Regions from separate parts of the Sus scrofa genome. Here region 1 is linked to region 2. Evidence: chromatin contacts called from public HiChIP or PLAC-seq data. All regions are on one chromosome and are shown on one strand. The core of a region is the stretch at or near the end of the contact, and the rest is flanking DNA. Distances in the headings are between cores, read along the strand shown.

What was found. HiChIP or PLAC-seq counts read pairs in DNA pulled down with a chosen protein or histone mark.
Region 1: an H3K27ac HiChIP or PLAC-seq map of alveolar macrophages shows a contact between it and region 2. The contact joins the promoter of PURB here to the promoter of CCM2 in region 2. A contact is called at or near these places in 2 of 5 promoter capture datasets (fetal skeletal muscle and liver), 7 of 47 Hi-C or Micro-C datasets (blood, fetal heart ventricle, fetal skeletal muscle and 3 more) and 2 of 2 datasets of contacts at active chromatin or transcription factors (alveolar macrophages and skeletal muscle).

Annotation. Positions count from the first base shown.
Region 1 is chr18:50,507,307-50,514,364 of Sscrofa11.1, reverse strand. PURB (transcriptional activator protein Pur-beta) reads right to left here and starts at 4,355. Exons shown (of 1, transcript XM_013985807.2): 1 at 1-4,355. The coding sequence starts at 4,183. The coding sequence ends at 3,257. It overlaps LOC106506854 (a long non-coding RNA gene), which reads left to right and starts at 4,533. Exons shown (of 5, transcript XR_002340473.1): 1 at 4,533-4,624; 2 at 5,136-5,270.
Region 2 is chr18:50,445,396-50,452,268 of Sscrofa11.1, reverse strand. It overlaps CCM2 (cerebral cavernous malformations 2 protein), which reads left to right and starts at 1,827. Exons shown (of 10, transcript XM_021079071.1): 1 at 1,827-2,279. The coding sequence starts at 2,250. It overlaps LOC100739791 (a long non-coding RNA gene), which reads right to left and starts at 1,757. Exons shown (of 6, transcript XR_002340445.1): 1 at 1,743-1,757.

The sequences.
Region 1 (7,058 bases), core at 3,106-5,605, 60 kb before region 2:
CCTAAATCACTGTTCACAGTAGAGGGGGAAAGACAAAACCAAAAAAATTGGTTTCCCATAGTCTGTACCATGCCGTTTGCGGAGGGGAATCCCTTCCTTTAGTAGCAATAGTCAGGAATGCGTTCTGAGAGACAGCCTGTCCACATCACCTTGCTCAACGAACCAACCACAAGCCACAAGTGTAGTGTCTGTGCTTGGCAGCGTTCTATCGTCCCCACTGACTGGGATGAGGATCAGTGAATGCTACAATTAATCCACCTCCTCCAGTCATCTTCCTGCAGGGAGAAGAGGCCAGGACCCGCCTCCTGCAGGAGAAACAAACCTCTGAGATTGGTTAAGACTGAAAAACCCACCACTATGACATTTACCACTTAATCTTACATAGGCAGGTCAAAATTTTAATATAAATTACTTTTCCAACACATAGCTTATGCATTCTTTGCTCCTTTTTTTGGAGGATTCTCAAATTGATATCTAAAGATTTACATATGATATATTACTGTTATATGGTCTAATGACTAAGAAAATTTCTCTGGTAACCAAAGCTGATGCCATATATGGCAGTGTTCTTGGCATACACTCTATATGCCTCAGACCACTTCCACATTCTTTCTATTCAGCTAATTATAGCTTAGTAGCCACTGGTGAAGGATTGTGAAGACCCTGTCATTTCTACAGAATAGAAAGGCAAGGCTAGTTACTGCAATTCAGCCAAACAAAAAGAAAAGAAGAAAGAATAAACCAACCCCTTAAAAAGGAGAGGTACTGCACCTTTGCAAAATTGAACTGGCTCACTGCAGCTGAGCAAGAGAACCACCGCTGAAGCAAGAAAACAAGTTGGTCTATACAGGAATTATACATGTTTTGAAATCGAAAAAGTGACAGCAATCAACTAAGAGCTGCAACCTTGATTTTTCATTGCTGCCTCAGAGTTCGAAACTTAAACAGTTTCTGCAAGCCTACTAAAGCTAGCTTCTCAGCTCCTTTACTACTAAAACTATTGAGGGATTTGTTCTCCGCAGCAAAGAAAGAAACACTCAAAACACATAGGTAAATACAGCAGGACATTATTGAAAACAGCTGCCTTGTAGTACAAAATACAGTACGAGTATACAGATGTCATTAAAACATCAAAAATACTATTGCTCCCATACAATTTAGGAACCATTCTTTGCAACGGAGAAAAATTTTAAAAAAAGAAAAGCCTAAAAAAAATTTGTTTAAAAAGTCTACTGTGGATGATGAGAGTAGAGAAATAGTCTGAAAAGGGCACCAATGTTTGTGGCTCTTCCTTTTTTAAAAAAAAAAAAATCTAAGATCAGTGATATTCTGAATCAAATCTAATTTTTTTAAAAAGCCTAATTTTATATACACATTTCCCTCCCTCTCAGCCACAAGTCATGAAATTGACCTTTTTGTATATTACTTATTTCACAATAAATACAAAAAGATTGTATAGATTGAATAATACCAAAATAAGATAATAAAAGGGGTATGCAATAAATTAAAAGGCAGCTCAAATAAAGGGCAGGCATGCAGTTAAAAAAAAACAAAAAACAAACTTAAGATTGTGGAGGTGGGGTTACTTGCCTCCTGGTTGAGAAGGTGTCACACAAAGTATACCTGAAAACTTTGGAAAGAACATTAGCTCCCATTCAATTCAAAGTTACCTAGGTCTATAACATTTGTAGGAATACCTTTGGATGGGGTGGGATTAACTTGATTAGTAAAAATCATACTGAAAATCCATTTAAAATATAGAAGAGGCGATCCTTGAAAACCCCAACTTTTATTCTTGAAAGACAGCTGGATAAACTGGCAAAAGCCAGTTTGTTGAAATCGCAAGATGGTATAAAAATGCTTCCAGGATATAGTCAGCATATTCACGTTCACTTCGGCTCCATCCAGATGGATTTCAGCTTCCAAAGGGCACGCTGCTTGAATCACTCATCCATCATTTGCCAACTTTGATTGTGAGGTACTGATACAACGGATCAAGTTCTTAAAAATTTATTTTAAAAGAATAAATGATGCTGGAATTCTGGACCTGAGGATCTTTAGTATTTGAACAAATCCACAGACTAAACTGAAGGTAGATGAAAACTTCAGTTTTGGTTACTTCCAACTTTTCTGTGAGGACGTATGTTCCATTAAAGCTCAGGCTTGTAGCCAAACTGTTCCTTTTGTAGCTATCTTCAAGTTTTATGGTTTAAAATCCAGCCAACCAGTGGCCGAAACAGCCGAATTAGCCACAATTCACTGGCTCACGCGGTGGAGCCACAGGGATCTGGCTCTCATTCACATCTAAGCCATTTCTCGGTAATGACCTCCATATTTGGAGATCGGGGAAGAACTTTAGTGAGCAGCAACCAATCCACTCAAACAGTTTTCCTTGTGCTTTATGTCCGATTTCTTCTTGTGCCTACCTCAGCAACCCCCCATGCAAAACTGCTCTTCTAGCTTTGAAAAAAATTTGCCAGCTTTCAAAATATTATAGTAACGGCTTCTAGTTCAAGGAGTGATATCTGAATCCATTTGCATCCCGGAAAACAATTCTGCAAAGACATGGGCCTTGGTTCAGGTCCCATGCAAAACCATGTGAAACAAAATGGACCCAGTTTGTTTCTGTATTCCCTGGTGGCTTCACGAAATGATTTTGCCCTGTCTGTGGTTACTTAGTTGCTCCTCTTTAGGAAACGTGTACCCTCAGAACTGGGTAACTGAAAAGGCCTCTCTCTTCACAAGAATTCCATGAAGATCTAGGTTCAAAACGCTGACTTCAACGGAGGTGAAGGGATAGACACGGCCAAAGTGTGGTCTGGAAAAATCTTCCCAACAGGTTACCCAGGTACAACACAAACTCAACTGTCAGCAATGGGTCTGGGTAACTCGAAGGTGTTCCTTGGCCAATGTGCAAGGATCTGACCCACCCAGGGTTCAGGAACCTCAGCTGGGAAGCAACAGAAGCTGAGACTGTTTTGCTCAGGTGAGGAGACGCTGTTGTTTTGTCTTCTCTCCTCTCTTTGCAGGTTGCTGTCAGTATCTTGGAACTTCACTGCTTTTCGCTAAGTGTCCGTGACGGTTCTCTTCTGGTTACTTCTCTTAATTAACTATATTACTTTAAATTTTGTTTTCTCCCTCTGGGGCCTCCCTCGCTCCCCCTCCTCTAGCTCACTGGGGGATGAACAGGAAGGGGAGCTCTCTAGCCAAGGGGACGGTGGTGGGGTGGAGAGGCCCGTAGGGAAAGCTGCGCGTTTCAGTCCTCATCCACCTCCTCTCCCTCCGACTCGTCTCCGCCGCGTCGCTCATAAAGCTTATCCCTCTGCCGCTCCTGGATCTCTTTCATCTCATCCGCATACCGGCAAAAGGCGCCCCCGAACTTGCCCCACGCCTTGAAGGGGACGGTGATGGCGTTGCGGTAGGAAGGCTTTACCTCGCTCACGCGCAGGAACACTCCGTACTTGTTGCAGCCCACGTCGAAGAAGAAACGCTTGGAGTCCACCGTGATGGAGGTGCCTTCCGGAAGCTCTCCGTAGAGGCCGCCCCCGGGGCCCCCGGCGCCGCCGCCCGGGCCCCCTGCCAGCTCGTCGTCCTCGCCGCCGTAGTCGTCGATGAGCTTGGCCAGCGCGTCGCGGAACTCGATGAGGCCCTGCGCGGGCAGCGCAATGGTCTGGCCGCTCTGCAGGCCGCCGGGCCCGGGGCCGCCGCCGCCGCGGTTGACCGTCTGGCGGATACGCAGGAAGCGGCCACGCTGGTTCTCCTTGAGGTCCAGGTAGTACTTGCGGTTCTCGCGCACCAGGAACTCGCTCTTGAGCGCGCGCCGCGGCCCACCGCCCTCCTCGGCGCCCGCCGCCGCTGCCACCTGCTCGGGGCTGCTGGGGCCCAGCTGCGCGTAGTGCTCGATGAAGTCGCCCAGGTAGTCGCGGAACTCGGCGGCCACCGCCATGGACAGGGTGAGGCGGCTCTTGGAGCCGCCCGCGCCCACCTCGGCGATCTTGAGGAAGCGACCCTTGGCGTTCTGCTTCACGTCCAGGTAGAAGCGTTTGTTCTGGATGTCCAGCCGCTTCGAGGCCAGCTCCTGCGTCTCCTGCTCGCCGCCGCCGCCGCGGGACGCGGGCTGGAAGCCGCCGGGCCCGCCGCCGCCGCCGCCGCCGCGCTCGCTGCCACTATCGCCGTCCGCCATCTTCTCGGCTTCCGCCGCCACCGCGCCCAGGCCGCCGCCCGCCGCCCGCCTCGCTCGCGCCCCCGCCCTCCGCCCTGCGGCTCGCTCTCCGGGGCCCCCCAGCCTCGCCCGCCGGCCTGCTCACGCGCTCCCGCTGCTCATCGCCGGCCGCCGCCGCCACCCCCCATCGCCCCCGCGCCCCGCCCCGCCACTTCCGGCGGGCCCGCTTCCGGCGCGCGCTTCCGTGACACCACCCCCGCCCCGCCCATTACGTCTTCGCTGCCGGAAGTGTCGAGCGCGGCGGCGGCGGGGCGCAGGGCAGTGACGTCACGGGGCCGCAGGCGCGGGGCGGAGGACCCGAGGGGTAGGCTGGGAAGGATCCCTGGGAAGCTTAAGGGTGTTGGAAATAGTGTGCGCTTGTTTGTGATGGTGGCTTCACAGATGTGCCAAAACCTTTGAAATGTACTCTTTGAATAAGTGCGGTTTATTCTAGGGAAATTATACCGAATACAGTTATTATTTGTAAACAGAGGAATTAAAGGAGAGAGGATGTTGAGGTCGTCTGCGTTAAGAACTACAACGGGGGAGTTCCCGTCGTGGCGCAGTGGTTAACGAATCCGACTAGGAACCATGAGGTTGCGGGTTCGGTCCCTGCCCTTGCTCAGTGGGGTTAACGATCCGGCGTTGCCATGAGCTGTAGTGTAGGTTGCAGACGCGGCTCGGATCCCGCGTTGCTGTGGCTGTGGTGTAGGCCGGCAGCTATAGCTCCGATTCAACCCCTAGCCTGGGAACCTCCATATGCCGTGGGAGCGGCCCAAGAAATAGCAAAAAGACAAAAAAAAAAAAAAAAAAAAAAAGAACTAAAACGAGTTTTATAGGATTGCTGGACAGTAATCTGTGAGTAATGTTTAGCATGATACCTGAGTTATAGTGATGCTCACTAAGTGTGGCCTCTTGCCTTTTTTTCCTATAGTGCCTGAAACATACATGATAATATCATCTTCACCATGACAACAACGTAAGAAAAAATGAAGGACTCAACTAAGCAGTGGTAGTGGGGCTGAAGCGCCTAGGAAGGAGTTAACTTTTATCAAATACCTATGTACAGGTACTGACAACCATTTTGCGCGGAAGAATTCGTGTGTCCATGTTCACGTTGTGTGGAGAAACCGGAATGGATTTAAAAATTGGTTCCCACTGTGGCCCATTGGGTTGAGACTCTGACTGCAGCCGCTTGGGTCCCTGCGGAGGCACGGGCTGGATCCCTGGCAGGGGCAGTGTGTTAAAGGATCCAGTGTGGCCTCAGCTACAGTGGCTGTGGCCAGCGATCAGTCTTTGCCCCTGAACTTCCACATGCCTCCACCCGCCTTAAAAAAAAAGTGCAAAGCATGTCTTTCCATGGGAGGAGGTGTGTGCTGAGAGTCACTCTACGTGGGTCTGAACCCCATTGTAGCTGTGAGGTCTTGCGCAGTTCAGTTCATCTCTAAGGTTCCGTTGCCTCGCTTGTTAAATGGGAGTAATTGTACCTGTCTTGTGGGGTTGCTCTAATGCACACAAAGCACATAACCTGCAACAAAGGAAGCACTTTCCAAGTACTTAATCACCCTTTTTCCTGTTTGGTAAGAAAGACCCAATCAAACAAATTTAAAATAATCGCTATCAACCAAACACAAGGTCGTCCAGGGAAAGATGTCAAATTTGGGGCTTTGAACATTTCAGTCCTGGAGAGGATTTGGACATTTCAAATCCCTAGGGAAGGAAGGCCATGTCAGGCACCACTATGCCTTTACAGGAGATGTCCATGACGCTCCTCTAATTTCTTGCTAAGCAAGCAACTTCCCTGTATAGGGGGTCCCAGCACTCAGCTCATGTGAAGCACTCTCTACCCTTCTGTTCATTTCTACTAGTTTGGTTTTAATGAGTCATGTTCTATTTAATGAGTTAGATCTATTGCTGTTTCCTTTGAAATTTCATTCTTGGCTTTTAAGCTTAGGATCTTCTCCCTTTTCGTATGCTTGGCAGTTACACATTTTCCAAACTTTATCTTTTTTTTCTTTCTAGGGGTGAATGTGCGGCCTACGGAAGTTCCCAGGCTAGGGGTCGAATTGGGGCTGCAGCTGCCGGCCTACACCACAGTCAGAGCAACGCAGGATCCGAGGTGCATCTGCAACGTACATACACCACAGCTCAAGGCAATGGCAGATACTTTTTTTTTTTAGCTTTTATTATTTGTTTATTTATTTATTTTTGCTTTTTAGGTCCGCACCCGTGACATATGGATGTTCCCAAGTTAGGGAGTGGAATCGGAGCTACAGCTATCAGCCTACACCACAGCTCACGGCAATGCCAGATCCCCGACCCACTGAGCGAGTCTGGGGCTCGAGTCCCCATCCTCATGGATACTAGTTGGATTCATTTCCACTGCACCACAACTGGAACTCCAATGCCAGATACTTAACTCACTGAGCAAGGCCAGGGATCGAACCTGCAACCTCACGGTTACTAGTCAGATGTGTTCCTGCTGAGCCTCAATGGGAACTCCAGACTTTTTATCGTTCTTTTTTTTTGGCCACACCTGTGGCATGCAGAAGTTCCTGGGCCAAGGATTGAACCCATATCGCATCCGTGACAGTGTAAGATCTTTAAGCCACTGAGCAACCAGGGAACTCCCTACAGTTTGATTTTTTTAATATATGTGATTGTGTCATATATTTATATTTTATGTTTAACGCTAGTCTATCTAGAATATATTTTGGTCCGTAGTATGAAGTGAAGAATCTAAAAAATTTCCTTCGAATGACCAATTGTCCCAGTACTATTTATCGAATAACCCTTCAAGGACAGATCTCGACAGGTGGAGATGAATGCAGGGTATTTTGGGCAGAGGGAACATGTG
Region 2 (6,873 bases), core at 578-3,077:
TGACTCACTTTGCTGGATGCCTGAAATTAACACAACATTGTAAATCAACTCTACTTCAATTTTTAAAAAAGTTAAGAAAAAATGGAGAGAACTCTGAAGGCCACAATGATAGTAGATATAAGGGCAGCTACTATTCTGAGTGCTAAGCTTCTGAGGAATAACCTCGCCCCCTCAACCCCCCCAGGCTGAGGTCCAGCCTTTGGTAGAGAACAGCTCTGCTCAAGGAATGGCAGAGAAGTGCTGGCAGAACTTGCTGTAGTCCACCCTCCAGAGTGTGGGAAAACTGTTCCTGAAGGCGGCGTCTCGCCGACCTCAGACCACAGGGGAGCTGGGTGCTCCCGGCACTGGAGAGCCAGGTGCTTGCGAGAACCTGGAGCTGGAGAAGTTACCCTTGATGTAGGAAGGTGGGTGCTTTAGAGGCCTCTTTCTGCAGGTGCTTTTTCAGAAAGCTCACTGGAACCAGGCAGTAAAGCTCCTTCCTCCTGCACTGCCTCCCTGCAGTTTCTACCCGCAAAGCTTCACACTGGGCCGCCTGGCAAGGGAGGACAGCTCAAAGGGCCCAGCTCCATCCCACGATGGGAGCCGAGAGAGAGACCATTGACCCCTGGCACAGGATCTAACACTCTAAAAAGTTAACCAGTCGAGACAAATATTGTTTTGTTTGGTATCAGTTTACATTTTAGTTGAACAGCAGGGTTCTTACTGGCAGCTGTTTGGTGGCAAAACAGTGGGCCTGCTGCTGCTGACTCCACTTCACAGTGTGTTTTGGGCAAACCATCTCTCTGGACCTCATCGGTAAAAGGTGGCTGTTATTTCTAGGTGACTATTAAGGTTCTGTGTGTGGGAGTTCCCTTTGTGGTGCAGAGGAAACCAATGCGACTAGTAACCATGAGGTTGCAGGTTTGATCTCCGGCCTCGCTCAGTGGGTTAAGGATCCCGTGTTGCTGTGAGCTGTGGTGTAGGTCGCAGACACAGCTCAGATCCTGCGTGGCTGTGGCTGTGGTGTAGGCCGGCAGTTGTAGCTCCATTTCGACCCCTAGCCTGGGAACCTCTATGTGCCATTAAAAAAAAAAAAAAGGTTCTAGGTTTTATTTATTTATTCATTTTGTCTTTTCTAGGGCCGCATCCGCAGCATACGGAGGTTCCCAGGTGAGGGATCTAATCGGAGCTGTAGCCGCCAGCCTGCACCACAGCCCCAGCAACACGGGATCCGAGCCACGTCTGCAACCTACACCACAGCTCAGGGCAACGCTGGATCCCCAACCCACTGAGCGAGGGCAGGGATCGAACCCTCAACCGCATGGTTCCTAGTGGGACTCGTTAACCACTGAGCCACGAAGGGAACTCCCGTTCTACATTTTATTCTGGTAGGGTCCGGACGTACTCGCTGTTGCATTTAAACTTTCCCAACGTGTTTGTCTAAGGAAGGCTGACGCTGAAACACAGGAAGTCTTAGCAAAAAGTTTCACTGCACCCACACGAAAGAAGGGCAAAGGGAGAAAGGAAAGGGAGTGGTCCTGTGCCCCTTCCCCGAGGCCCCGCTCCTCGAGCAGCCCCGCCCAGGTCTTCCCGCCTTCACCTTCCTGCAGGCCCCGCCCTCCCACTCCCGCCAACCACTCCGGTCCGCAGCCCCGCCTCCGATGACCGCGCCCCCTCTCGCCAGCCCCTCCCAGAGCCCCCACACCCCCACTTCCCGTCCTCACCTTCCCACAGGCCCCGCCCCTCCCGCCGGCCCCGCCCACCGTTTCTTGGCGGCCTGAGCCTAATCTGCTTGAGCGTGAGGCAGGCTGGGAAGTTGGCTGCCCAAAAGATGGCGGCAGAATTGAAACGCTGGAGCCGCTCGTGCGGCCCTGAGGCGCCGGGCTTGTGGGCGCGGGCTGCAGGCCCTCCCTGAAGGGCGTGGGGTGGGACAGGGGCGCGACAGGCGCGCTCCCGCGGCCCTGAAAGGGGCGGGCAGGGCAGGCGCGTTCTCGGCCGCCTGGAAGGGCTGGGGGCGGAGCGTGTGGGCCGAGGGGGCGTGCGCGCGCGGGGCGGGGCGTGGTCGCGGGGGCGGGGCTGCGCCCTCGGTCCGGAAGTGCGGGGTGCGGGGTGCAGGGCGCGGACGGCCCCTGGCGGCCGCGGGAGGAGACTGCGGCCAGGCTAGCGGCGCAGGAGCGGCGGCGGCCGCGGGGCCGGGGCGAGCATGTAGCGGCCGCGGGCGGCGCGGGGCTCCCGGGGCGGGCCGGGCCGCGGGGGCCGCTCGCGGCGACATGGAGGAAGAGAGCAAGAAGGGCAAGAAGGTGAGGCTGCGGGGCGCGTCCTCCCGAGGGCCGGGCGCGGGGTGGGCTGGACCCCCGACCAAGGCAGGAGGCTGGCGGAAGGCGGAGGGTCTGGGGCTGGGACTAGGGGGGGAGTGAGGGGGACGCGGGAGGGTCGCTCGGGGCCGCCTGTCGGTCTGCCGGTGCGGGGCGTGGGAAAGTCTGGTTTCGGGAGGTCCGTGGAGGGGAGTTTTGATTTGGGAGGTTCAGTGTGGGGAGGCGAGGCGTGGGGAGGTCCGGGACGGGAGTCTGGCGTGTGGACTCCGGCGTGGGGAGGCCAGGCACAGGGAGGTCCCGGGCGGGAGTCCGGCGTGGAGAGGCCCCAGGTTGGAAGTCCGGCGTGGAGAGGCCCGGAGGCACCCGCGGTTGGGGTGAGCGTGGCGGGCAGGCCAGGGCCCCCCGGTGGACAGTCCACGGTCAGTCCCGGACAGGGTCGTGGGAGTCGGTCTCTGCGCGATGGAGTACGAGGCGAGCCCCTGGACAATGGGGTTAGGTGGTCCTTTGCCGGCCGGGAGCGCGGGGGAGGAAGGAGCCACGCCTTTCCGCCCCTTCCGGTCAGTAACTCTGCCCCAAACCCAGGCTGTCCACATGGCCTTCCCCGCGGGTCAGTGACCAGGGGCTGCAGAGGAGCTGGCCCTGGTTATGGGCCAGAAAGTTTTCCAGGGTTAGTATCTTTGAGAAAATGGGGTGTACGGTAATGGAGAAACATTTGCTGCTGAGTTGACTTCAATTTTGGGGTATCAAGTAAAAGCAAAAACCGTGTTTCATGGTACAGCAGGCTCACTCACGGTAGGCCCGCAGAGGTCGAGTTTTGCTCTACCTAATCCCAGCTGAGTGATTTCAGTGATGTTATGTTTGGCAGTTAGATTTAGGACATAGTTCAAGAGGTTCCTCAGTCTGTGTAATTTTAAAAGTGTGGCTTTAATTACAGGCTAGAGTAATCGATAAACTCACCATTTTTCGGAGACAAATAACCACGTGGGATAAGCTGTCATCAAAATGGAAAATGGGTTTCAATGCAGTGCATCTTTTTCAAATACAGGCTTTATAATTGACGTGTCTTACCTATTATTTTCGTTTTGATAAATGTGTGTGCACTTTTATACACAAGTTTAATAAAAGACCTTGATAAATTCCGCGACCCTCTGCTTTTCAGAGGCAGCCGTCCTTGCGGCGATGATTACGCATCGCAGGGTGCCCCATTTTACTGAGGTATTTGAAGGGAAGTGCAGGCAGGTGGTCTTCAGAGGACTGTGTAATGCCGCTTCTCCCACCTCCTTTACTCCTTCCTTTCTTATGTTATCCATACACACGTCTGGAGTTCCCGTCGTGGCTCAGCGGTTAACGAACCCGACTAGCATCCATGAGGACATGGGTTCGATCCCTGGCTTCTCAGGGGGTTAAGGATCTGGCATGGCCGTGAGCTGTGGTGTAGGTTGCAGACTCGGCTCGGATCCCGCGTTGCTGTGGCTGTGGTGTAGGCCGGCAGCTACAGCTCTGATTGGACCCCTAGCCTGGGAACCTCTGTATGCTGTGTGTTCAGCCCTAAAAAGACAAACAAACAAAAAATACTCGTATCTAATTTAAGTGCAGTGTCAGTTGCAGTTCTCTACAAAGATGGTTGAGGTCTGGAAAGCAACCCGAGAAGGGGATTCAGCCGGCAAGCGACAGACCTCAGGGGGACGCCGGCCACTGCACAGCGGGAGCGGGAGCGCTGAGTTCAGCGTTTCTGCCAAAGCGGAGAGGAGGCACCATGTGAAATGCAGTCAGTTCTACTGTTCCCTGCCACAGGTGGGCAGGCGGGCCAGGGCCCTAGTAGGGCATGGCCTGTGTCCAGTGCTCTTGGCTGCCGGCGTTCCATAGAGGAGCCTGTCCAGTCCTAGCAGAGGACCTGTTTTGGCCCCACAGAGTCTTCGACAGTCCGTCCAAACAGGGCCTGCTAAGGAGGGTTACTCCTTCCACATGCATGCTATCCTGTCTTGCCAGGGAAGCATGAGAATGACTGCATTTTCTCTAGAGCCTTCTATCAGCTTTGGTAGAAACATTTGAGCGTTCAGCAATATTGAGAGAGACAAAGAGGTAACACATTCCTGAGCCTTTGGAATAGAGGTTAAACACCAGTGCAACTGCTTCCCATCATGGCTCAGGGGTACCAAACCTGACTTGTATTCATGACGACTTGGGTTCAACCCTGGCCCCACTCAGTCGGTTAAGGATCTGGCATTGCCGAGAGCTGTGGTGTAGGTCGCAGACGTGGCTCGGATCCAGTGGTGTAGGCAGGCAGCTGCAGCTCTGATTTGACCCCTAGCCTGGGAACCTCCACATGCCATGGGTGCTGCCCTAAAAAGGCAAAAAAAAAAAAAACCAAAAAAAACCCCACCACCTTTTATAGTGGGGGAGGGGCGGGGGCAGGCACCGGGAAGGTGGAGGCTCAGAGGAGGGCAGGACCTGTCACTCTCTCTGTTAGAGGAGGTGATGGGTTATTACGGAGTCGCCTAAGCTGGGCGTTCTGTGTTTTCTTTGTGCTCTGCCGATGCCCCGGCTCATTTTCCCATAGGCAGGCCAGACAGACAGCTCTGGGGCGTGGATTCCTATCCAGGCCACGACTTAGCACACTTTACCTCTTGCTCTCAGCCAGTCACAAGCCAGCAGAACCTTCCTGCTCTGCTCCTGCATTCGGTGTGAGGTCACGTCCAACTCAATAAATTTGATGCTTAGGTAGTTCTCATTATGGTAAATTAACCAGAGATAGCTATTTTAAAACTTACACACAAATTCAAGCTAAAGCAGCGAGTAATGACTTGATAGTTTTATGAAAGTACTGTTTGGACATTTAAATTCTCTTTCCAATAAAATAGTGCCATTGGCAGCAATATGGATGGAACTGGAGACGCTCATACTAAGTGAAGTAGGTCAGAAAGAGAAAGACAAATACCATATGATATCACTTACATCAGGAGTCTAATACACGGCACAAATGACCCTTTCCACAAAAAAGAAAATTGTGGACATGGAGAAGAGACTTGTGTTTGCCGAGGGGGAGGAGGAGGGAGCGGGGATGGATTGGGGATTTGGGGTTAATAGATGCAAACTTGCTTTTGGAATGGATGAGCAGTGAGATCCTGCTGCGTAGCACTGGGAACTATGTCTAGTCCCTTGTGATGGAGCAGGATCATGTGAGAAAAAAGAATGTATACATGTGTGTGTGTAACTGGGTCACCTTGCTGCACAGTAGAAAATTGACAGAACGCTGTAAACCATCTATAACGGAAAAAATAAAAATCATTATAAAACAAAAAAAATTTTAAATTCTCTTTCCAAGTTAGTTTCCTCAGAACATGCCGATTTAAATCTTTAAAAATGTGGATTGATGGAGTTCCCGTCGTGACGCAGTGGTTAACGAATCCGACTAGGAACCATGAGGTTGCAGGTTGGATCCCTGGCCTTGCTCAGTGGGTTAAGGATCCAGCGTTGCCGTGAGCTGTGGGGTAGGTCACAGAAGCGGCTCGGATCCTGCGTTGCTGTGGCTCTGGCGTAGGCCGGAGGCTACAGCTCCGATTCGACCCCTAGCCTGGGAACCTCCATATGCCACGGGAGCGGCCCAAGAAATGGCAAAAAGACCAAAAAAAAAAAAAAAAAAAAAGTGGATTGATAGGCTTCACGGGTCTTTAGATGCTTGTCTTGGTGTTCTGTTGAGCGGTTATTCAGGCTTGTTCTAATGTGGCCTCTCTGCTCAGGACAGGACTCCCTGAGCTTCCAGAGAGCCATTAGAGCAGAGTGGGTTTCACGTAGAGCGCACAGGTAGCGCCCCGGCCTTCCTCGGCTCCCCTGGCACGTGATGAGGGGAACTCGAGCAGTCCTGTCCCGCGGCAGGTGCCGGGTGCCGGGGTGTGGGAGGAGCTGGTGGAGAGGTCCTGGGGGTGAGCATGTGGACAGAGAAGTGCACTGGCTGGGGGGAGGCATGACCCTGGGGGTCACTCTTTGCCTGACCTGTCCCCAGAGGGACGGCTACCTTTCAGACCATGAGTCCTGCTTGGGGGTTTGGAGAGTAAGGCTCTGCCTCCTTGCAAAACAGACCCGAGTTCCATGCATTTTGATGCTCATTCTGTCAGGATGCATCTCCTTTTTGTGAGAAACTTAGGTGTAACACTTGGGTTGGATTGTGTACATGTTTATAAAAACACTTGACTCAGAGGATCACAGTCCTTGGGAAGATACAGTTGTGTGAAGTCACCTGTTCAGGTCCCAGTTTCTGCTGCTTCTGCTGTTGGGTCATAGGTCACACCACAGTGGCCATGATTTCAACCTGAACAAAGTTAAATACTTTTTTTGTTGATTTATTTTATTTGTATTTTTATTTATTTATTATTATTATTATTATTTTTTTAGGGCCACACCCGTGGCATATGGAGGTTCCCAGGCTAGGGGTCTAATCGGAGCTACAGCTGCCAGCCTACACCACAGCTCACAGGAACGCCGAATCGTTAACCCACTGAGCAAGGGCAGGGATCGAACCCACAACCTCATGGTTCCTAGTTGGATTCGTTAACCACTGCCCCACGATGCGAACTCCTAT